Regions from separate parts of the Mus musculus genome. Here all the other regions are linked to region 1. Evidence: chromatin contacts called from public Hi-C and HiChIP or PLAC-seq data. All regions are on one chromosome and are shown on one strand. The core of a region is the stretch at or near the end of the contact, and the rest is flanking DNA. Distances in the headings are between cores, read along the strand shown.

Region 1 (3,262 bases), core at 476-2,975:
ACTTCAAATTAATTATTTAATATATATTCTGACTATTAAATAATGTTACCTGACTGAAATTGATGGCCAGGGCCAGACCAACTTCAGAACACAGGGCTCTTTATTTAAACTCCAATTTTTAAGAATGACAGTCAAGGGTTTCCTGTCTTTTGTTTTGTTTTTTAGAAGCTTTTTATTTTAAGTAAGACTGAATTTCATACCTGTCTAAGTGAATTCTTCTCTGGTATTATCTTCCTAGGGGGTTCGCCATTATTACAGTCTTCTCTCTCTGAGGAATTCTGTGAAAGAAAGTAAGCCTTAATTCAGTTCTCATTATCTTCAATCTTATTCTGTGGGAGTAAACTACATTACATTTCTAATTCTGTAAGCTAGAACACCATGTATGGTTATGCATTTGAAGATTTATATACATACAGACATACACACGTGTAAAGGAAACCATATGCCCATGTATATAAATTCAAGCTGGGATCTGGCTGGGAGGATTCTGTTGCTTTAACACTACTCAGAAGGATCACAGTGGCTAGAAGTCTAGTTTATCATACTTTGACACTGGGATGTTAAGAAAGTCCTAGGCTGTGTTGGGCGGTAGTGGCACACGCCTTTAATCCCAGAGCTTTGGAGGCAGAGGCAGGCAGATCTTTGCGTTTGAGGCCTGCTTGGTCTACAGAGCAAGTTCCAGCCACAGTTGTACCCCACACTTAGCTGATGGCAACTTGAATCATGATTATTACATTCACTTAAGTAATTAGTCTCCAACTATCTTAAATGTTGCTTGATACTGGTTTAGACTCTAAAAAAACCACAAAACTTTCTCTTTTCATCTCACATTTGATTTTTCTGTCTTACACAAAAACGAGCATAGTTCTTATTAACACAATTAGTGTTTAACCTGTACTTTGGGATTTTTTTGTCACTACCAGTTCAAATAGTAGCTACAAAATCCTAAAATGTCAACGGGATTTTTACATACTGAAGAGGAACAATTCACCTAAAAACAGATTCAAATGTGCTCAAAATTGGCTGAGCTTGGTAGTTTATAATTTTAATCCCAGCACTTGGAAGACAGGCAGGAGGATCTTTTGAGTTTCAAGTTTGAGGTCAGCCTGGTCTGCTAATGAGACCCTCGAAAACAAAAAATAAACCAAGGGCAACAAATGTTAGCCATTTGCAAAACAAACAGAAAATCCCAATTACATTTATTTGAATTATCTATTAAAAGTAACTGTTTATAGTTTACAGCTGACAAATTTGTTACATTATATAAAATCATTACTTTTCTCTTTTTTTTTTTTTTTTGTTTGTTTGTTTGGTTTTTTTTGGTTTTTCGAGACAGGGTTTCTCTGTATAGCCCTGGCTGTCCTGGAACTCACTCTGTAGACCAAGCTGGTCTCCAACTCAGAAATCCACCTGCCTCTGCCTCCCGAGTGCTGGGATTAAAGGTGTGCGCCACCACGCCTGGCTATTACTTTTCTAACTGGAGTTACTTTATTTTTAGATTCAGGATATATTTCTAACATATGAACTTATCTGGAAAATTTCCTAATGCCTAAAATTATATAATCACCACTGTGCTATAAATCAACATCTAAGATATTCAGTTTTGGAAGAAAAAAAGGAATACATTTGAAATCATGGGACAGGTTTACTGTTTAGCTTAGAGCCTCTGGGTGATTCTTGCCTGTGTCCGAGTTCCTCCTGAGTTTACTGACTCACAAGGAAGAGATGAGCTAACGCCTGTAAAGCACAGCAGATGAGGAAACGAGACACTGCTGTTGTGAGACAGGGCCGCACTATGCAGCCTTGGCTGGCCTACAACTCTCTGTCTCTGTCAGAGTGCTAGGATTAAAGGCTAGGTGCTATTGTTAAGAATTCTTAACAAGAAAAAGGAGTAAAAATCTGTAGACACTGTTAGAGCTATTTAGTGTTTTGTTTTAATAGGATAGCCAAAAATTTATTCTGGCCAAGTCATTGTTAAAAGAAAGCCAACCAAGAATGAAAAATTCAGCACAACTGTTAAATGGGACAGTAGCAACGCCAAGTGATTGGAATATAAGGGGCAAGGAACTGGTTACCACCCAATATTGAAGGAGACATGTGGAGTGTCAGTGAGTTAGAGATGAATAATCACTCCCAACTTGACAGTAACAAAGAATGATGAAATTGCCACATGAGCCTAATAGATCATCTGGGTGGTCCTTAGGAACCTCCCCACCAACACTCAGAAGAGTTCAGTGTCCAAGGACTTACTGTCCACGCTCTTAGTGAGACCGAATCCCAACAAGAAAGGTACCCAACTGCTCTACCCAACAAATTAAGTTACAGTCAAGAAACTCAAGAGGAACTAGTTGACACAGGCAAGCATCACCCAGAGGCTACTAAACTAGCAGACTACTAAAATAGCAGGTGCACTTTTTATAAATAGTAAAATTGTTACATAATTCTGACTGTATCGTCATAAGATACTAAGAAAAAATAGTAACTCTACAGTGAAGAAATCGGGCAAACAATGCACTGGTCTCTTGGTCTAGAGAGATGGCTTTGCAGAAGCATTTCCTGAAGGCCAGGGTTCAATCCCCAGCATCCACACGGCAGCTCACAATAGTCTGTAGCTTCAGTTCCAGAGGATCTGATGCCCTCTACCAACCTCCATAGGCACCAGGCACACACATGGTGCACTGACAGACATGCAGACAAAACACCTGCACACATACAAATGAAAAAGTTAAAATAAACGAACATATTTAGGATGAACAAATCACCTTTGAAGTTAGTTTCCTAAACCCAAACAGGAAAACATCTACTCTGGATGGCTAAGTGGCAAAAGTGCTTACCATGCAAGCATAGAGATCTAAGTTTGGATCCCCAAAGTTCATGTGCAGCTTCTCTAACCTCAGCATTCCTGCTGCACAAGAGGCAGACAAGCCTGTGGGCCAGCTAGCCTGTCAGACACAGGAATGAACAAGACATCCTGTCTGCAGCATGGTGGGAGGTGGGTGACGGCCACACATAAGTGCAGTGGTCATGTGTACCTGTGTGCGGGCACACCCCCACCTACTCATTAAGGTGACAGACTAACCTGAAATGCAGGAAATCCTATAAAAGTAACTATCCTTAATTCAACAACAACAACAACAACAACGTCAGTCATAGAGTAGATGAGTAATAGTTCCTTCGTAAAGGGAAACCAGAGACGACTAATTTTAATATGTGATCAGAGATTTTTTCCCCCCATAAAGGCGAATATTGAACAACTGGGGGG
Region 2 (3,262 bases), core at 352-2,851, 220 kb after region 1:
GGCAAGTAAATAGGTTTCAAGGTGGCCTGGACAACTAATCTGGGCAAAATGAACAGAAACATCAAAATGCCAGGTGGCACCACAGCTCCTTGCATGCTGAGCTCCTGGCTGAGGGGCTAACCAATTAGGCCAAAGAAGCAAAACCACAGGATAGGGCAAGGCAGGAAGGGGAGGTGCATGGAGGTAAAACAGCAAATGACTGTAGAACGTCAATGAAATTGACAAGATATGAACAAAGATCTCAGAGAGCATGGGTCTTTCTGCTCCCCAGTTCACATTCCACCCCTCTCGGCAGTTTCTCAGAAATCCTCAACTCTCCCTGTCTTCAGAAACTGGGAGGTGAGCCACAACGCTGGGCTTAACTTTAAGGTGTAGTCTTCATCAAGGGCCTGGTGTTATAACAGGGAAGGGCAGGATCCTGAAGGCAGGAAGTAGGGAGAGAGCAGATGTACCCTGTGCCCTCCTTCAAGGCTTCCCTGGCCCTTTCTCCCTCTTGTTCCTTCCACCAGTCCCTAGACCTTCCTGTTACAAGGCTTAGCACCTCCTGGGGCTTCCAGGGCATCAGGGATGACAGAGAGATTGGGAGGTGGGAGGCAGGAGATGCTGCTGCATCAGGACCTGGGATGGATCTGTGGCACTCAGGAAACTCCAGCCTCTACTATCAGCATTTCTGCCTCAGAGCACCCCCTACCTTCTCCCCACCTCCCGAAGATGCAGGGTGAAGTCTGGGAAGGAAGTAGAAAGATGGCTTCTAGCATTCCCAAGCAGGCCAGTTCCCCCATCACACTGGGAACTCCAGGTACAAATCCTTTTCTCTACTCCTCAAGGCTACAATGCCATGAATCCAAATGATTAAATAAATATCAGGCCCCTGCACCGAAGAAGCCTGTTCCAGTCCCCAGCCCAGCTAAGTCCCCCCCCCCCTCCCTCTCTGCCTATAGGGAGGATCCCATTCTTTCTGTCCCACTCCCTACCCTGGTCCACAAATTCTCCAGCTGCTCTTGAAACCTTTCTCTGACCCAAGTTGTGCTTCTGGAGTACACAGACCATCCAGGAGTTTACAAACAAAGCAAGTCTGATGTGTGCAGCTAGTGAAGGGAGAAGTATTCTTCCGTCTGGTTCCTACACCCTCTTACTTTCCTCCTTTTTCCAAGAGAAGAAGTGGAAAATCCGGGCCCAACATAAACCAGATGGAGTAGCAAGAGAGAAGAGGGCCCCAGAGCACAGCCCCACTGTCGCGTTTTAAGGGAAAAGAAAGGCATAGCTGAGACTCAAACCCGCCTAAATGCCCAGAGATCCATAAACGGTTAAAAAAAAGACACACGGAGTACCACACGCCAAAACACACGTTAAAAAAAAAGAAAGAAAGAAAGAAAGAAAGAAAGAAAGAAAGAAAGAAAGAAAGAAAAGAAAACCAAACATTTTCAAATAACGATGCACACAAAATGCTCGCCTAATATTCAGAGATTCCAGGCCCTGGGATCCACAACCAGATTCTCCGGCCTCGCTGCGAGTTTCTGAGAGCACAGCCCCAGCCCTGGCCCGGCCCCTTCCCGGCCCCCACCCCGCATCCGGAACAGCTGGAGTCGGGCCGTGCTGTACACTCAAGCCCTGTGCCCGGCTGGGCGGGGCGGGCAGCGGGGCCCCGGCCCTGGCCGGGGCAGAGAGCAGCGGGGAAGCCCGGAACCCGCCCGGGTAACCCCGACACCCGGCCGAGTTTCCGTCAGACGTCCGTCATCAGACATGTGGTGGCCCTAGCTTGCCCCGAGAGCCACGGCGGGAGGAAAGAGTGTGCAAGATTGCAGAAGGAGGTAGGGCGCCCGCCTCAGGCTCAGATCAGGGGAGAGGCGTGCAGAACAGCCAACTCCTCCCTCCGCCTCTTCGGGTGGGGAAGGCTGAGCCCTCCAATTGTTCCCCTCCCCCAGCCCTTAGGATCCCCACCTCTGTCCCGTGTCGCCCACCCAAGGCTGTGCAGCCCGCTCTGACCTCCTAGGGGCCAGCCCCCGGAGCCTTCAGCTTCTCCTTTTCTCGGGCTCACGGCCCAGGGCTGGGGTTGGGGGGTGGGGGGGAGAGACAAGAGTGTGTAAGAATAGGGACGCTGGCTTCTTGATCTGGGATCATCAAAGTCCACACTGGGTAGCAGCAGGACCCGCCTGGGCTCCAGTTCTTACCTGGCCCGCGCGGCGACCGCGTCACTCCGCGGCTGGGGATCCTGGTACCCTTCTCAAGCTTCCCAACTGCGGCTTGCAGAGCCTGAGATCTCCGGGCTGGTGCTGCCATCTCGGCCAGGCCGGCGGGAGACGGGTGTGCCCAGAGCACTGCTCTCAGTTTGGGGTGGGGGGTGGGGGGCGGTGGCTTTTTAGTCACCCCAGGTTCGGGAGCAATAAAGGCACCTCTAATGTAATTTACAAACATCTCGGGCCGAGCACGGCGTAGAGCCGGGACTGACAGGCGCATTAGGCAGGCTAATTCCAGCCGGCTCCTCCTACCCCGGCCCGCTAATTAATGAGCTTCCCAACTTAGAGCCGCCTGCATTGGACAGACAGAGAGTGAAAGAGAGGGCGAGGGAGAGGTAGAGAAGGAGAGGGACGGGGGGAGCAGAGTGGAGTGAAGAGAGGGAGGGAGGGAGGGAGAGAGAGAGAGAGGACAGGGAGGAGAGAGAACAGAGAGAAAGAAGGGAGAGGAGAAAGAAGGGAGAGCGAAGAAAGAGAAGTTCAGCTGCAGATAATTGATTACTCCTCGATCAAGGCTAACTTGTTAGCAATAGTCAATTGCCCCGTCTCTCCGCCTCCCCTCGCAGTCCGGGATCGGCGCCCTCGCCTCGGTTCTTCCAACTGCCGCCGCCAGGACCCCGGGCCAGGAGCCGCCGCGGCGGAGCCACCTGACACCTTTAAATAGCACCGGGGCTGGCGAAACTGGAGCCCGGCGCGGCGCTTCCCGGCTCCGGCCCGGGCTTGCTGGAAACCCCGGCGGTGGCGGCGGCGGCGGCGGTGGCAGTGGCGGCGCCCGCGTCAGCGCTTTCCTCCCGGGGCCCCGCGCCACTCCGCTCGCCCGGGTCGCCGCGCTAATCGGCCGCTTGCCCATCCGCGCCCTGCCCGGCGCGGCCTCCTGCCCGCCTCTCGCCTTCCTCTCGCACCGTCCAGCGTCCGAGCTGCCCGCGGGCTGGGTCCCCCCGGCCCGAGCCGCCCCGGCCGGGCCCCCAAACGAGGCCGAGATGACTTCCAAGGAGGACGGCAAGGCGGCGCCAGGGGAGGAGCGGCGA
Region 3 (3,262 bases), core at 289-2,788, 140 kb after region 1:
TTGGTAGGTCACTAGGTGCTCCTACTGAGTAAATACACCTGATGGTATTACTAGGGAGTGTGGGGGCAGTAAGGGACTGTCTCAGCCTCGTAGACCCAGATATCGGGGAGTCCCCCAAGGTGAGAGGTGTGAAGGTTATCAGGAGGTTGAAGGGAAATCCAGAGGTTATTACCCTAGCCTCTCCTGTGATGACCTCATCCCAGCTCACACCCTTGTTGAGGCCTTCTGGGTCCTGGCCTAACTGGGCCTAAATAATTGAGAAGCCCATTACAGCCTTGCGGTTTCCTCACTGTCAAGTGTAAACGCTGCACTGGTCGGGTGGGGAGATGGGGCTAATTTGAATTGATAATAGGAAACGCAGGGAAAAGTCATCTATAGTGAGTGAGGAGAGAGCGATCCCCGAGCAGATGCTAAATCTTGTATAATGAAAGAATCTGCCGATGTCAATTATGTACGAGCGTCTTTGCAGTGGTTAGAGGCGGTGGGCGGGTGAGGGAGCGGAGGGCTGGGTGCATCCCATAAACCCAAACACCCATCAAAGGCTCATACATATGGAGCGGCGGAGATTACGGCATAAATTTGAATGTTATGAATGTACATGAGGGACAGACAGGAAGCCCACCTCATAAGGGTAGGAAAGGGACCGTTTTTGTTTTGTTTTGTTTTGTTTTGTGCATGTACAAGGGAGCTTTGTCCTCTGGGCTCCTTGGTTGTGTCTCTCCTGCATCCAGTTGTGTCCCGGATGAGAAAGAAAAGGATGTGGGAGCTGTGGACAAGGACGGGCCAGCTGTGCCTATGGGGCTCAGGCACAGGGAGTTTGGCTGTTGGGCCGTCCTTGACCCATTAAGAGAGCAAAATACCTCTGCTGTGAGCATAGCTTTCCCTCACGCCTGACCAACGTGGACAGCAACATCCATTAGAGAACAGGAGAGGCTCACCTTGACTCCCTTTTCTTGCAGCACTAGGAACTGAGCCCAGGACCTCCAACAACACACCAGTCAAGAACTCTACTACTGAGTTATCCTCCCAACCTCTAGTATGGGTAGAGGGATCCTGGAAGACAGCCCGGAGGAAGAAGTCACCATTTGCTACAGAGGGGACAAATGGCTCAGAATGGCAATTCAGGGCCCCCAGCTTTCTGTTTTTAGGTACGCGTTCACACTGCACACGGGGAGTGTGTGAGTGTGTACACACAAGTATACCCTGGACCAGGGCTCAGACCCCTCCATCGTTCCCAACCTGCAGCTGCTCCCAGAGCCGACTCTGTGATTTGTAGTGCAGGCCACCCAGGGACTTTAATCTTCACCGTGACAAATGCAATAAAAGGAACAATTTGGAGATCAGAGCTAAGGAAGACACATTTACAAACCCTTCCCCAAAGGTTGGATGGCGCTGTCACCATGTGATTTGTGCAGGAGATGGAGCAGGAAGGGGGGGAAAGGGGGAGTCGGGGAGCTGGAGAAAGCAGCTGGGCTGGGGAAGAGGAAGCACCCTGTCACTCCCCGCTCGCTGCCGGATCATGGTGGGCGGGGTTAAGCGAGATGGGGGAGGGCCAGACCAATGGGCAGCCACTGCCTCCTCCCCAGCATGATCAAGGAGCACAACTCAATTACCCCAGAAACGTGAAGCTTCAGAGATCCATCTCAGCAGTTCCAGGAGGGGGTAAGAAGAGAGGGGACAGTGGTTGAAGGAGAAAGACAGACTGGCAGAGAGGCACAGTGAAAAGGCATTGTAATGGAAAGCAACGGAGCCCCAACCCACCCCACAGAAGCCCCAGTCTGGGGAAGGAAAAAGGAGGGGTGTTCCCAGCCTATCATAAAGCCCTGGCAGGACTGGGCATAGAGCAAAATGCACAGTGAGATCCAATCTCTGACAAACTTTTGGGGCAGGCAGGCAGGCAGATCAGCTGGGAGCGCTATGGGATGAGGTCAGGCTGGGTCTGAGAACGAGGCTGGCTGGCAGATGAGGTGGTGGCAGCGGCAGGGACTAAGGGCCTTCTCCACATTTCCCTTTCTCTAGCTGTGAAATTGTGCTAGGTTAGATGATTGGGGAAATGTCTGCCTACCTTCCATCTTGGAATCTTGAACAAACGACAGATGACTCAGTGGGGAGAGATAAGGTCGGTCCACTCCCAACTCCCCAGCTGCCTTTCCAGCTGTGGTCATGCTGGTCACTGGCTGGCACAGGATTCTGGTCTGCTGAGGTTTCAACTCTACTAAGCCAAGGTCAGACCCCCAGTCCTGGCCACTCTGCCCAGTTCAGAGTTCAAAGTTCCTCCTTGGCTCTCTAAAACTTGATCATTCTTATGTCCCTCTTGGCCTCCAAGCAAGGCCACCTGTCCCAACCCCACTCCAGCCTTGAACCGGAGATGATCTCTGCCCCAAGGTCTAACTTCCAAGCCTTTTAGCTCCTAAACTATGTCAACAGCTGAAATGCCCTTGTCCTCTTCTCTCCTAACCTTCCTCCTCCACCTGTCTTTGATCTTCCCAAGGCCAATTTCCTATCAGACTGAGGGACCAGAGTCCCATGCCCGGGGGAGGGTGTGATTTCTAGGCTGAGGCATTTAGATCCTCCAAATCATCACTGCCCAATGCTGGCTGACACAGGACTGTCTTCCTCGTCATCTCCAGGGCCAGACCCAGTCCCTGTACCCAAGAAAGTGAGTCTGCCAAGTGTTTGGATAGGAGTGGAGAAGAAGAGACACCAGGGAAGATTGGGTATGTTCTACCTAAAAGTAGTCATCGTAGTGATGACCCAGGGAACACAGAGAAACTAAACCAGCCAGACTGGCTCTATGCAGGCTGATGTCACATTCGGCCCACAGTGATGAGAGCTGAGAGGTATAAAGAGCGGCAGGAGCTGCAGACAAAAGTGTGTTTTGCGTGGTGGCGCATGCCTTTAATCCCAGCACTGGGCAGAGGCAGGCGGATTTCTGAGTTCGAGGCCAGCCTAGTCTACAAAGTGAGTTCCAGGACAGCCAGAGCTATACAGAGAGACCCTGTCTCCAAAAAAAAAAAAAAAAAAAAAAAAAAAAAAAAAAAAAAGTGTTTTGGCTTGGTTTGCTTATTTATGTAAGAAATCACTGCTCAAGAATGAATGGAAGGGGTTGGGGATATGGCTTAGTGGTTAAGAGCACTGACTGCTCTTCCAAAGGTCCTGAGTTCAAATCCCAGCAACCACATGGTGGCTCACAACCATCTGTAATGAGATCTGACACCCTCTTCTGGAGTGCCTGAAGATTGCTACAATGTACTTGCACATA

What was found. Hi-C and Micro-C count contacts between places; a contact is called where the count stands out from the background. HiChIP or PLAC-seq counts read pairs in DNA pulled down with a chosen protein or histone mark.
Region 2: an H3K4me3 HiChIP or PLAC-seq map of bone marrow-derived macrophages shows a contact between it and region 1, with 5 times the contacts expected there. The contact joins the promoter of Lbx1 here to the enhancer-like site in region 1. A contact is called at or near these places in 8 of 39 promoter capture datasets (the 3T3-L1 cell line, the C10 cell line, cranial neural crest and 4 more), 4 of 15 datasets of contacts at CTCF or cohesin (CD8 T cells, the NIH/3T3 cell line and embryonic stem cells), 36 of 484 Hi-C or Micro-C datasets (the AML12 cell line, the CH12 cell line, the G1E-ER4 cell line and 19 more), 23 of 115 datasets of contacts at active chromatin or transcription factors (the 230-238 cell line, the NIH/3T3 cell line, bone marrow-derived dendritic cells and 16 more) and 5 of 9 other capture datasets (adipose tissue, embryonic stem cells, embryonic trunk and 2 more).
Region 3: a Hi-C map of bone marrow-derived macrophages shows a contact between it and region 1, with 40 read pairs. The contact joins two enhancer-like sites. A contact is called at or near these places in 1 of 39 promoter capture datasets (embryonic stem cells), 5 of 484 Hi-C or Micro-C datasets (bone marrow-derived macrophages, cerebral cortex, embryonic fibroblasts and 2 more), 20 of 115 datasets of contacts at active chromatin or transcription factors (acute myeloid leukemia, bone marrow-derived macrophages, craniofacial prominence and 13 more) and 3 of 9 other capture datasets (adipose tissue, liver and pancreatic islet).

What each region holds. Positions count from the first base shown.
Region 1 is chr19:45,453,549-45,456,810 of GRCm38.p6, reverse strand. It overlaps Btrc (beta-transducin repeat containing protein), which reads right to left. Exons shown (of 15, transcript NM_001037758.2): 3 at 201-278. Among named protein-coding and RNA genes, the nearest start is that of Gm19639, 88 kb to the left of the region's middle. Within about 2 kb of position 1,725, at least 4 of the 459 cell types and tissues checked have an H3K27ac peak or open chromatin away from gene starts, as enhancers often do. A contact at or near this core is called in bone marrow-derived macrophages, where this site is marked.
Region 2 is chr19:45,235,180-45,238,441 of GRCm38.p6, reverse strand. It overlaps Lbx1 (ladybird homeobox 1), which reads left to right and starts at 1,601. Exons shown (of 3, transcript NM_010691.6): 1 at 1,601-1,811; 2 at 2,801-3,262. The coding sequence starts at 3,215.
Region 3 is chr19:45,309,372-45,312,633 of GRCm38.p6, reverse strand. No RefSeq gene overlaps it. Among named protein-coding and RNA genes, the nearest start is that of Gm29595, 7.7 kb to the right of the region's middle. Within about 2 kb of position 1,538, at least 115 of the 459 cell types and tissues checked have an H3K27ac peak or open chromatin away from gene starts, as enhancers often do. A contact at or near this core is called in bone marrow-derived macrophages, where this site is marked.